2 separate regions of the Mus musculus genome follow, and region 1 is linked to region 2. The links are chromatin contacts, called in public Hi-C maps. All regions are on one chromosome and are shown on one strand. The core of a region is the stretch at or near the end of the contact, and the rest is flanking DNA. Distances in the headings are between cores, read along the strand shown.

The links. Hi-C and Micro-C count contacts between places; a contact is called where the count stands out from the background.
Region 1: a contact with region 2 is called in a Hi-C map of cerebral cortex, with 5 times the contacts expected there. The contact joins two enhancer-like sites. A contact is called at or near these places in 11 of 484 Hi-C or Micro-C datasets (cerebral cortex, cortical neurons, differentiating embryonic stem cells and 5 more) and 1 of 115 datasets of contacts at active chromatin or transcription factors (neural progenitor cells).

Annotation. Positions count from the first base shown.
Region 1 is chr7:36,332,619-36,339,370 of GRCm38.p6, forward strand. No RefSeq gene overlaps it. Among named protein-coding and RNA genes, the nearest start is that of Gm46016, 160 kb to the left of the region's middle. Within about 2 kb of position 2,428, at least 9 of the 459 cell types and tissues checked have an H3K27ac peak or open chromatin away from gene starts, as enhancers often do. A contact at or near this core is called in cerebral cortex, where this site is marked.
Region 2 is chr7:35,891,137-35,898,217 of GRCm38.p6, forward strand. No RefSeq gene overlaps it. Among named protein-coding and RNA genes, the nearest start is that of Gm36234, 28 kb to the right of the region's middle. Within about 2 kb of position 2,360, at least 6 of the 459 cell types and tissues checked have an H3K27ac peak or open chromatin away from gene starts, as enhancers often do. A contact at or near this core is called in cerebral cortex, where this site is marked.

The DNA.
Region 1 (6,752 bases), core at 1,178-3,677, 440 kb after region 2:
AGTGAGGTTCCAGTCAGGGAACATATGTACACATTTTCTCTTATTCCTTTATTCCTTTTAATGGGAAAAAAAGAAAGAGTCTGACACTTCAGAGAGTGGTTCAATGCTTGCCACAAAGCCACACGAAGAATGACCAAGCTCCCCGGAGGAGCTATATCTGCATTGCACCTATGTGGACTGCCTGCCGCCTCCGCCCTGAGCCAGGCAGGGAGTATGGAGCTATTTGTGTTAGTTCCAAGAGGGCTGCTTCTGTGTGAGTGACAGATGCCCATGCAGAAGGGGGCTGCGCTAGCGCTCTTTGGGTGCATAAAGGATAGTTTCTAAAGAGGCTTAGCCTCCCTCCTGCCAGCCGCCACTTCTGCAGATTTGCCATTTCTATGAAAAATTGAAATGTTATCCTGTGTACAAAAATATGCTGTGTTTAGAGGATAGCAAAACACCAGAGCCACACCGTGTGGGGAAGCCCTTAGCGCGTGCGGGACAGGGGACCTGGGGTGAGAGTGCAATCCTGTCAGAAGGCCACATTCTTTTTCTTTTCCTGCACCATCCCAAGCACAGCCCCTTTCTGCCCCTGGCAAGCCCACCCAAACCCGAAATGCTACCGGGGACCATTTTCTTTATCCATATTCCCCCTCTCCTTTAGGCTTGTTAATTTCTGGAGATCTAGTTCACCAAGATGCGCTAGAAAATGCCAGAAGGAACTTCTGTGGAGCTTAACTCATTTCAAAATCATGCAGAAGTCATCATATTGCCCCACGTCTCTGCTTCCTTAACTCCAAGTCTGTCCTTCCTGAATTTGTTCTGAAATGTTTATTCTATGTCTTTACAGTGAATAGCAGCCGCCTCCCTTGACGTAGAAACCAGTTAAGCAATTACAAGAAAATATGCTGAGGGATTTTTGGGGGGGTGGGGTGGGGTGGGGGTAGGGTGGGGTGGGGTGGCTTCATAGGGTTTTCCAGGTTTTTAAGAAATAAAAGAAACTCTACCCACCCACCCGGAGTAGACAAATCTAAACCAGCTTGAGATGCAAGGGAAACTCACTTTGCCTTATTTATCCTGTGCTTTCAAGTGACCAGAAATATTTACAAGGTATTATTCAATAGATGCACACTCTAAAAACAAACGACAGATAAAACATAACAGAAACCAACAGCAGGCACCCTGAAAACACTGGCTATAGAGTCCGACTCCACTCTGGACTGACTTCCAAAAGTTGGCATGTGGTAGTTCTCAGCCAAGCGCCAGCATCTTTAAGAAAACCAAGCAAAAGGCAACATTTTCCCATCCTCTGTGAAAACATGTTCTTTTAACCCTTCTTCTGATGCCAAGGTCCCTTTGGAAAACAAAAGCAAATAGGCCCTCTTCTGGTTTGGGTCAACGCTGAAGCTCCTCATATGGTCCTAGTTATAATGTCCTTCCAAGCTCCGGCTGAGTGTGGAAGGTGCAGTGTGTGCCAGACCTGAGCTGGCTCCCCGTGGGACTGTTCCTGCCATGGAGTCTGAAGTTCAACATTTCCTCTTCCAAATGGTGCCGGCTCACACCCCCACCTACTTTGTGAAATCGTATTATTCTAATGAGGATGCAAATGAAAGGAGATGGGGTGGGGAATGCTAGCTGAGTGGCTTGTCAGAAATTCTTTCCTGGGGAGGGGCTGTGGAGAAGAGGTGGGTGAGCTCCACTCCCTCCCTAGCAGCAGTGCTTGGTGGGGGAACTTGCATCGGGTGGCACGTGGCCAAGTCTGAAGGAGACACATCTTCATTGATGTCCCTATTGTTGCTTGTTCTTATTCATGGTATTTAAACAACTCATGCAGGTTTTGACAGCTTTCCCCTTTTTGAATTTATGAGAGTATTTTTTATTTTGGTGAGGTGTCTGAAGACCCGTGGGCCTGGGGGCAGAGTAAAAACAGGCTTGTGTGTGGCATACCTGGAGACCCCGCCCTCTTCACCCCATGCCCTGCTGCAAGTCAGTGTGGGGCTGCAAGCATTTGTCACACAGGGACAGGAGAAAGAGCTGGGGCTCTGGGTTAGTCTGCTGGGCTCCTAAGCTACTCTTTAGAGAAGAGGACAGAGAGGGAACAAGAATAGAAAGATTTGCCTGGGGACCTGTGCACAGATAACTCTCATTATGTCTCCAAATGATTCTCAGCCCTTTGTGGCCTTGGGCTTTTATTTTCCTTGTAATGGGTTAGGAGCCCTGTGCTATGTCCCCGTCACCGAGAGGCTGTTGTGATGGCCACCTGAGGTCTGGTTATTAAAATTCTCACAGAGGTTTACCTGGATCCTCCCAAGCACAGACAGAGACAGACAACAGGGCTGAGAATCACAGGGCGGTCATACGCAGCTGCCACAGACAGCACCTTTTCAGGGTGGACCAGACTGATTCAGGCTCCCTTGTGAATGCTGCATCTGTCAGATGTGTAAGGAGGTGGACTCAAAAAGAGAGTTAAGCACAACCCAGAATAAAACAGCAGTTTTCTGTGGCATGGGAGGCATGTTTGGGCTGCAGAGAATAACTGGAATGAAGGAGACGGCGTCAGGGTATAGCTTGCCTAGTGAGTGATTCTGGTCCCAGAGGAAGGCGAGGACCCCAACCTCCTCTGGACCTTTGCAACACAGGGAGGATTCATGCATTTTTCTTAATAAGATGTTAATTTTCAGTTGCATGCCGTTAGATTGCAACACGTTTTTTAAGGAAAGATGTTATCTTTGTGAAGTTGACTTATTTGCAAACTTAACATAAGCTTTCAAACCCACAGAAAATATGGCAGTGTGTTTATATTTAAAATAGATTTAAAAAAAAATCCAACGAGTTACTGTGAATTCACTTACCACCCAATAATATAAGGATAAAAATAATTTATGCTCCTATTTTAATTAAAAACAAATCATTTTCGTAAAGCGGTAGGAGCCCAGTCTAGTGGTTAGGTCAGGAAGTGGGAGTAGAGACTCTTTGAGCTTGCCTCTGGGCTTGTGTTGGGACAGGCTGCATGTTTGGGTCAGGTTCTTAACCCTGCCCCATTGCTCTTTGCAATCACAGCCATACAGCTTGGTTTCACCCATATCACACCATGAGAGGTTGCTAAGCAAAGGTATTTTATGTGGCTAAATCCTGGCATCGGTCTAAAAGGTTGATGGTTGATGCTTCCGATGGAGAGGTCGGGGGTGGCAATAACCGTCTTGGGACCGAGAGGGGATTCCCATGGCCACCGGAATCTATCCAAAGCCCATGGACAGAAGCATGGACGAACTCTGATCCCTGTGACTGAACCATGTCCCAAGTTCAAGGAAGGAAGTGAAATGATAAGTGGGTGGTGTGGATAGAGGAATCAGTTCCGTGACTCTCAGCTGATGGTCTCAGACTCCATATTTCTTCATGGTGTCTATGGTTGCCGGCTGCTGTGCCTTACTGGAGATGAGCCTGCTTGGTGTGGGCTCAACAGGCAGAAAGACTCTCTTTAAGAGGGAGAATATTACTGAAATTTGAGGGGTGTTACATCTCCAGAATAGCTTTGGACATGTTTGGGGAACACAGACAAGGCGCAAAGAATTGTCTCCATCTTCCAGGAATTCTAGTTACACAGGGGCACCAAAGCAGGATGGCAACACTGGATGTGGACTGACAGCTCTGGGCGGCTTGTGGTTAAGTTCTGACTCTCTAGATGCAGCCAGTCACTGGGGAGGTCATAGTATGGTAGATCAGACCTATACACTACATCCATCCCTCTGTATTCCTCAGGTTGAAATGGCCAGTGTGGACTGAGATCTCTGAAAATCAAGTTTGAACGGTGAGTACTTAGCCTGCGAAGCTCTGTAGTTTATCGAGGGGCGTGTCTAGACTTGGGATATGCTAATGTTACAACAAGATATGCGAGAATCTACTTCATGGGCTGTAAAGGGCAGTTCATGAGTATAGGGAATTTCTATGATTTGTGTACTATAATACCTGCAAGAGAGAAGCTCTTTTATGGCTTTGGCTTTGATTCTTTGAGGTAGCATCTCTTCATTGTAGCTCAGGCTGGCCTTGAATTCATGATTCGTTTTTGTTTGTTTGTTTATTTCTTAGTCTCAGGTGTGCATTGTGCCTAGATAAAGGGAAGACATTTCATGTCCCATTGGACTGGACAGGTTCCGTGTTTCTTCCAGACCTCTGAAAGATCCCAGGTAACAACAGAACATCAAACATTACTGCGACACTGAGAGTCATTTAGTTGGAAAATGAGCACACACCCATTTCTTCACTTCTAGTCACACCTTTGTGTCCTTGTGATTTCCACCTGGGCATGGTCGTGAGCGAGAAGGAGGCGAGGGATCTCCTGGCTTCTTGTTTCCTATCTAGAGGTTTTTTTCTTGTCTATATTCTTCCTTCACCGACTGAAGACTACTAATTCTGATGAGGATAACAAGCAGGCTCCATTAAACACATCTTCATGGTGGCCACAGATGAGGAGGCACGATATTTCCTCCACCTGATTCCTACTTCCAGGAATTAACTAGAAATAATTAATGGGAGATGGAAAGGCGGCTCAATGGTCAAGGGCCCTTCCTCTTCTTGCAGAAGACCCAGATTGGTTCCGGACACCCACACTGCATTTCACACCTGCCTGTACTTCCAAGTCCAGAGTATCTCATGTGCTCTTCTGATCTCATGGGCACCACACTCATATGGTGTACATACATACATGCATGCACACATGCATGCATATATACTTGCATACATACATGCATACATGTATACACATATGCATACATGTATACGTACATACTTGCATGCATACTTACTTGCATACATGCATACATAAATGCATGCATACAGGCGGGCAAAAGGCTCATGCACATAATGTAAACTAAAATAGATATTTTAAAAAAGAAGTTATTAATGTTTTAATGTTGGTTCCAACAGTAGTTATGAAATCACTGAAGGCAAACATTTTGAGTTTAGCCCAACCCGCATTATTAGAAGGCTTATTCACTCTGAAGTTTGGATACGTAATCCAAATGCCCTGTCCTTCAGTTTCCTTCTTCACAAAATGGATGCCATACTGTCTGCCTAAAACCGCTGTGACAGACACTTGAAGAGAGCTGTTTATAAATTATTATTATTAGTCATGCCCTAAATAATTCAGGCCTGGAGGATGTCAGTGTGGATTAGAGTCCTCAGGAAAATTCATGGCAAAAGAAAAGAAATCCGTGGGTCATGAATTTTCTAATTCCAGTTTTGGTTGAGCAGAGCCTGAGTATGTGTGTAGGGGGGACTGTCTTAAGTTTGTTGAGATGGAGAGAGCCCTGTTAAAACTTGTATATACATGTTCCCCCCCCCCAAAAGGCTTATCTGATGGAGACTTCATCCTCATCTGGTACATCCTGCCATCGAGAGTGATTCCCCTGTGGTAGCTCTGACTTCATCACTGGGGTCTAGTGGGGGGAAGTGGGTCACTTAGGAGGGTTTCTTCTCCCCTTGCTCTTCCTGCTTCCTGGTCACTATGTGGTGAGTGTCTCCATTCCTCCACTGTCTCTCTTCACTATGATGCTGCCTCCCTCCAGCTCAGAAGCTAAAGAGCCACTGAGAGGTGACCTGTGACCGCTGAACCATGAGCAACAGAAAACTTGGCAACTGTGGGACAGGCCCGTGAATTACTACTCTGCTTTCTGTGACTATGACAAGTATCTGAGTCAAATTATGAGAAGGATTTATTTTGGCTCTTGGCTTTGGAAGAGGTTTTAGATTGTAATCAGATGATCCCATTGTCCGGATCATATGATGTCATTGTTCTGATCTGATGATGCTCTTGCCTAGTCATATGATGCCATTGTCCTGATCATAGGATGCCATTTTTCTGATCATGTGATACCATTGCCTGGTCATATAATGCCAATTTCTTGATCAGATGATCGCTTTGTTTTAATTAGTTGATATCATTGCATAGTCATATGTTCTCATTGTCCTGATAATATAATCCCATTGTCCTGCTTAGATGACCCCATTGCTTTGAGACCTCTCTTCCATGGGTTCTAAACTGCTCCATTCTGAGCCAACCAGGAAACCACAGCAAAGAAAAGGAGAGACCCACCTCCTGTGGTCTCACCTAATAGTGCCACATGGGCACTGACCCTTTAACAGAAAGACTTTGGGAAATGCTGAAGAGTCAAACTATATGCCAGCTGCCATGGCCTGCCTGTAAATCCCAACACTTGGAAAGTGGGGGCAGAAGGACTGAGGGTCATTCTTAGCTACACAGTAAGTTTGAGGTCAGATTTGGCTGCATGAGCTACTATCTCAAAACAGCAAAAACGACAAAAACAATGATAACCAGATTCTAACTTTTTCTTCCATTATTCTTTAGAACTCCTACATTAAATACAGAGGGCAAAGAACCCCTCCTAACTTAGTTACAATATATGTTCTTCATCCTTTAAACAAGCCAGCATCCTTCTGCCATCCCTGAGTTTTCTGTGGAGTGAGAGAGCAGGGAGGATACAGGAGAGTTCCCCTTACATCATTGCAGTTACTGAATGGGCCAGTGATGACTGACGGCCTTTGTAGACTGGGAGGTACCACCGTCCAGGAAACATGATAACACATGTTTAACCTGGTGTCAGGTACTCTTCCAGGGGTGTCATCCAAGCTAGCACAATTAATTTCCCAAATAATGCTCTGGGCTAAGATGCCATTATGAATCTCCTGCATCAGAGTGGTGAGCTGGGGCACAGAGAAGCTAACTGTCCTGTTACTGGATCCTGATCCTTTATCCT
Region 2 (7,081 bases), core at 1,110-3,609:
CCCTCATATGTTGTTTTTTTTTTTTTTTTTTTTTTTTTGCCTGAAACTCACTGTGGAGGTTATGATGGTCTGGAACTTGCTAAGGAAGCCCATGTTGACTTTGATGTTGCTATGTAGCCCAGCCTTGCCTTGACAACTTTATGTAGCCCACGCCAGCTATGGACTCGCTATGCAGTCCAGACTGGTCATGATCCTCCCTCCTCAGCCTCCTACATTCTGGGATTTCAGAAGTGAGCCATCATGCCTGGCTTGCCTTGGAGTTTTGAAGGCCTTTAAGACCAGGACAACTTAAAGCTGATGTGGTGGTCCAGAGATGAGATGCTGCACAGTGTGTCAGCAATGAGAAGGCAGATGACCCGTCTAGCCTGGACCATACTCCAGGGGTGAGCATCTTTTCTACTGGACTCTTTCCTGGTGGTGTTTACTACATTCAACTTGGCGATTATACAGGGAGCAGGGATGGAGGGCAGCTCTGAGGGTTCAGTCTAGACACCTTGAGACAAGCAGATCTCTCTTTCACATCCTCTCTGGGGCAGGACTTGGGTCTAGGAGGTTTGCTTTGTGTAAACCTTTCTCACCCTCATGCAACAGTCAGTTTTTCCTCAATAATTCAAATAATTCCCATAAAAAAGATAAGAATGAGGGCTAGAGAGGTGGCTGGGGGTCAGAAGTCTGTGCCAATGGGCTTCCAGAAGGCTGGAATCTGAGTCCCAGCATCCATGTCAGGAAGCTCACAACTGCCTCTAACCCCTGCTCTAGGGAATCTAACACTTTTGGCCTCCACGGGTACCTGTACTCATATGCACCCCTCCCCTGCACACATGCACGCACAGAGTTAAAAAGAATAATAAATAAAACCTTAAAAATATAATGACATTTTAGTATTTGGAAGGAGTTTAGTGTATGTGTATGTGTGTTTGCTCATGGGTCTGTTGTACACCTTATAATAACAAGCACACACATGTACACACACAGAGACACAGAGACAGACAGACAGACAGACAGACAGACAGACACACACACACACATACACACATGCAATGCCTGATTTGGAAATCTGTGACCAAAATCTAAGGCCTCGTAGATGAGCCTTTGGCTTCTCATTTGTTGAGTGTCTCACTTCGGTACCAAGGAAATGGCTCTGCTTCCCTACTCCTGCAGCGGTGTCACGGAACCTCCTCACTAATTCAATACTAAGGACCGCATAATTAGCCACTTTAATAAATTTTTCCAAGATGGATAGCAACATTTGGCTCTCTTCAGAAAGCCGGACGCCCCCCCCCCCCCCCTTAACGGTATTCCGTGGGAAGCTATGGGAAGAACAACGCACAGAAATATCTGGAAATATATTAAGATATATGTGCATATATCGGACATTAGCCATGTACCCTGAGCATACTGGGAATATGCTTCGAAATATTTCAAACATTGTTGACCTTTGTTATATAATCCTGGGCTCGGGAAACCCATTTGCATAGACTTAGCAATATATTGTAAATAACTACATAGGACAGTATGTATTTTTCCTTAAGATGCAGTGTTATAAGCAAGACATTAAATTATGCCTATCACACAAAGCAACAGGATCTCTCCATTTTTTTATAGCTCGTTCTATGGGGAAGACACCCTTCTGAAAAGCACACGCGTTAACTGCCTGACTCACGTGGTGACACGTGGCAAGCCCAAATGCGTTATGGATCTCCCAGGAATAAAAACAACACTGTGAAACCATCACCTAGGGATGTTCATTGACTGAATATTTTACAGACACACTCCCTTTATATTTATATAATAATTTAGTGTTATGACAATTTTTTTAGCAGACTTGGCAGTTTTTCTTTTTTATAATGGTATTATATTTGTGAGCCTATTAAGAGCATATGGGATAAACTACAGAAACCAAGTATTTTTCATAATTCCTCTGGGTACTTGTAGCAAAGTAAATAAATAAATAAATAACCCACCCGGCCCAGCAACAAAACACATCCTACTAACACATATTGGTTTAGAAAATGTTAATAAAAGGTCATCCAGAATTTTCCAGTGCTTAACATCCCAGCAGTGCCAATTTGGAGACCTAGTTTGAACTGTGGAGTGAGGAGATGTGGGGATTTGTAAGGGTACCTTGCAGGCAAATAGTTATCCCTTGAAAAAGGGAGAGGCTGACCCTGTGGTGGGGGCTGGTGGGTTTTAAACAAAAGGATCAAGCCAGGGGGGTGGTTCTTTGTTCTCATCCTGTTCCCCAGCAGGTGACCTGGTTGGTGGGTTCCAGCTGTGGGTCTCCAAGACCCAGCAGTGCTGAGCCTGTGGGTACCAGCACAGTACAGGGCTGGCCATCTTCCCAGGATCCGGGGGAGCAAACGCTATGACTCCTCTTTTCTCTCCAAACCAGAACCAGAGGGAACCACAGTTGCCTGCAGTGGGTGGGGTGGGGCCCTGCAAAAGCCCAGCTGGGTTTCTCCTCTCCTCCTGTTCACATCTACTCTGGGTCTTTCTTATCACCAGGGGGAGGGGGGTCATGTGGAGGAGGGAGAAACTCAGCATTTCTCCATCTTTCTTTTTCTCTTTTTCCTTTCAAAGAACTTATAAAAATGCAAAAAAAAAAAAAAAAAAAAAAGAACAAGGGCTATTTGGGGATTTTTAAATTTTTTTTTTTTAATTGAGCAGCTGCCTGCATCTTAGCATGTTTGAGGCAAACCCATCCCATGTGATTCTGACTGGACTCAAATTAAACTCCCTCAAAATAGAAGTGTTCTCTGAGGACTGGACAGAGAGCCACAGTTTTGGAGTGGATCCAATCTGCTTCTCAATGGATAGGAGCGCAGATACCTTACAGTGCCTGAGGCAGGAGGGCATACTCATGGCTGAGGGGTGGTGGCCCTGCAGACAATGGGGACAGAAGTTGAGGTTACCCAGAAAATCACAGGCACATTGCCAGTATTACATCCCATTATTATTAATGGAAGCGAAGGATCTCTAAAGCCCAGGCTTGGTCTTTCTACTCAGGAGGAAGCTGAGGGCCTACTGGGGTTCAATGGACTTTCTGTCAGTGGTGGTCATATGTGTGCCTAGGGCATCTTCCTCCATTCCACATTCTCAGGTAAAGGACAGGCACACCCGGGGCCTCTGAACTCTACCCTCATGGAGTCACAGACGAATCCAGTATCATCCCGATACATCTTGAAGAAAGTAGGGAGTGTAGCGGGGACGGTGGGCTCTGTGCTGTGTGAGGGGACCCTGTCTTCATTTATAGTTTTGAAAAGTACGTTTATTTTGCCCTTGCAAAGATGGCGAACTAAGAACAGAGTTCTAGGGTAGTCTCTCGACTTTTAGGGCAGTTAATGTATTTAATCACTGCTCAGCTGCTTCCGGTCCCTTCACCCCTGCCTCAGGCCAAAGCAGAACTTCCCCACTGGTTCATTCCTGTGTGTGTTTGGGGCCGGGGAGGGGGGGGGGGGCTTGGTGCCAATCCCAGAATCTGAGCTCTCTATAGCATTCCCTCTTCCAGAGTGGGGCAAGTCCAACCCTTGGCTTTTCAGCCAGCTCCCCCCAAGCCCCTCTAGGCTGTGGGCTGTTGAATGAACTCATCTCTAGAGCCATCCTTGAACTTTAAGTGATAAGTGATGTTTGGTAGAGAATTCATTCCACACGTTGGAATGTTAAAGGATGCGTTGTTTGTTTGCCCCAGTGAACACAGGTGTAGGTGCCCACAGCTCAGGGGTCCTCTGAAGCCATACTTTCTGTCCACAGGGTGTCTGTCGTTGCTACTTAGATTTCCTCTCTCTAGATTCGGCATGAGCTTGCTGGGTAGAGGCTATCTCTTCTTCCTTTACTGGCAATCTTGGCCCTGAGCAGGACAGGAGTGCTTTTCTAGAAAACACCTGTCCATCTCCCCAGGCCCCTTAATTGACTAGCTTACGGGACAGCATTGCTAGATTAAAATGTGTCTCCATCTTTGGGGAATCTGAAGGTAATGAAGATGATGGACAGGTGACCCTCAACAGGGGAGGGTTGGTCCTCTCCTCCATTATGACCATGGAAGACAAGAGGCAGCTCTATCTGACCATGTGGGTCTCTGTCTTCAATACAAACAGGGCGTGTGTGGGAGCTGGTCCCTCCTCTGTGCTTCTTCCTTTACATATGGTGTGGGGCTGTGCTAGAGATGGAGTGGATGGTCTGGACCGTTTCTAGAATATATAGCTAGCGGGAGAGGAGAGGCTCAGTGGGACCCAGTGCTCTTTCAACTATTGTCCTACGCTAATCTTGTGGGCAGAGCATGGCTGGGAATCAGCTTTGCAGTCTAACAATGTAGGGCCCCCAGGGCCCCTCCCTGACCTCCGATCAGCTGTCCACAGGGACAGCCTTCACAGTACTGTCATTCACAGGTGCGTGAGGTCACGAAGGTTGTGCCATGTCCCAAAGCCAGCATTTCCCAGTCCTTCTCCTGGTCTTAAGTTCTGTTCTCAGCCTCAGTGTTACCTGAGGTGTGTGTGTGTGTGTGTGTGTGTGTGTCTGTGTCTGTCTGTGTCTGTGTCTGTGTGTGTCTGTGTGATAAATGTTCTGTTTAGGACTGAACACTCAACCATCACTTATGAGTGCCTTGAACTGTCATGAGTCTCTGTACCCACTGCTGTTCAGTGTTTGGTCAGATGCTGTGGGGCAGCAAAATGTGTCCCAGGGACAGTAGGTCCTGGGAGCTTGTAACTGATCACCCCCTTCTACTTTTATGTCTTTAAAAAAATATAGATTTTGCTTATAAGACATGCAACATATTTTTGAGTCTGGCTTAGTTTTGCTTGGTATGACCATCTCTAGCTTCCTTCATTTTCCTGTAAATGACACGACTTCATTTTTCAGGGCTGAATAATATACCATGTTTAAAAAATTAGTCATCTGATCTCATATTGGCTGATGTGGATGGTGTCACAGTGGGCAAGAATGTACACTAGCTTTCATTCCTTCAGGTGTCTAGCCAGGAGTGCCACAGCTGGATTAAACTTCATTCTTTACTATATCAGTATTTGTTTTTTATTTTTAACTTTCATTCTAATTTCCATAGTGGATGTGTTGATTTAAATTTCTGCCAGCAGTGAACAATGTCTCCTCTTTCCCCATATTCTCACTGGAATTTTTGCTGCTAGACTTTCTCTCTTTCTCTCTCTTTCTCCCTTCCTTCCTTCCTTCCTTCCTTCCTTCCTTCCTTCCTTCCTTCCTTCCTTCCTTTTTAATGTTGTTAGTTTCTTTTTTCTTTTTAAAAAACTTTTTATTGATTCTTTGAGAGTTTCACCGCATGCATTCCAGTCCCACCCATTTCCGGTCCCTTTGTATCTGTTCTTTGCCCTTGCAATCTCCCTTACATAAGAAATAAAAATAAATCAACAACAACAACAGACCATAGAAAACATCTCATCATGGAAGCTGTAGTGTGTCACAGTGTGTCCCACAGCGCACCCCTCTGTCCACACATCTTTACTTGCAAATGTTCATTGCAATGAGTCGTTGGTCTGGTTAGAGGACTCTGGCCTCTGCTACACTGTCCATACTGGATTCTCACTGGCACTCCTCTTGCTTGTCCTGTGTCATGGAGGTCCTGCAGCTTTGGATCTGAAGGACCGGCCCTTTCACATGCTAGCAGATCATAGATGAGATAAACTTTAGAGTGGCCCAACTCAAAGTCGTGGATCTGGGCCTGGGTGGTAGCCGAGTGGGTCAGCCTGCCAGTTCAGTCTATACCCACACAACCAGGACAAGCTCTCTAGCACTGCCCTGGATAACTAGCCCCTCTAATGCCACAGCCAGCAAGGGGCTGTGCCCGCTCTCCTGCAGACACATCCTTGGGGCTGGCTCACCCATGCCTTTGCCATTAGGGCCAGCTCCACTGTGCTGCCCAGGGAGGAGCAGGGCCGGATCTCTTGCTCTCATGACCTTGGGTCAGCTCTCTCGACTCATGCAGGTGGTGAGGGGTGATGGGAGAGGCCATTCTTATGTATGTATGTATGTATGTATGTATGTATGTATGTATGTATGTATTTATTTATTATGATAGCCATTCTGACTAAGGTGAGAGATACTGACATTGTGGCTTTGATTTGCATTTCCCTGATGGTAAAGGATGCTGAACACTGTTCACAAATTCTTTTTTTAAAAAAATATTTATTTATTTATTTATTTAATGCATATGAGTATACTTTTGCTCTCTTCAGACACACCAGAAGAAGGCATCAGATCCTATTACAGATGGTTGTGAGCCATCAATGTGGTTGCCGGGAATTGAACTCAGGACCTCTAGAAGAGCAGTCAGTGCTCTTATCCATTGAGCCATCTCTCCAGCCCTGTTCATGAATTCTTAATGCCTCTTTTGAGAACTGTGTTCTGTTCATTTGCCCGTGATTGGTTTGAGATTATGTTTTCTTAAATTTATTTTATATGTATTAGTGTGTGCCCAGGGGAATTTATGTGCACCCCATGTGTGCAGTGTTCATGAAGGCCAGAGAGGGCGTTAGTTCTGAAATTAGAGTTACAGGCAGTTATGAGCCACTGTGTTGGGTGCTGGGAACAAAGTCAAGTCCTCTGGAAGAGCAGCCAGTACTCTTAAAGTCTAAGCCATCTCTCCAGCTCCTCATTCATTAAGTTGATCATTTGAAATTTTGGTGTTTTATTCTTGAGTTCTTTACATATTCTACATATCAATCCCGCATGGGATCTGTGAAGAGAGCCACCCCCACCCTGTCCCCTGCAGGTTTTCCCTTCACCCTGGTCATTATTTCCTTTGCTGAGAAGAAGGCTTTTGGCTTGGTGGGGATGCCATTCATTTACCATAAACCTTGGGATGGATAGGTTTTCTGTTAATGAATGGAAAGACCACACTGGGGCCCCCAACCCTGCACCCAGTTGTCCTAGAGTCTTTGTGCCTTTTCTGTTACACAGACTGGTATCAGGATGCTGGTTAGACGCCCGTGTTTTATGTCACCTTCTGGAGCTCACTGGCTTTTGGTTTGGGTGTGGATGACAGGAGTCACAGTTTCCTTTGACATATTTGCCTGGAGATGGTCCCTAGTGCCAGAGTCCCCTCAAGGCATAG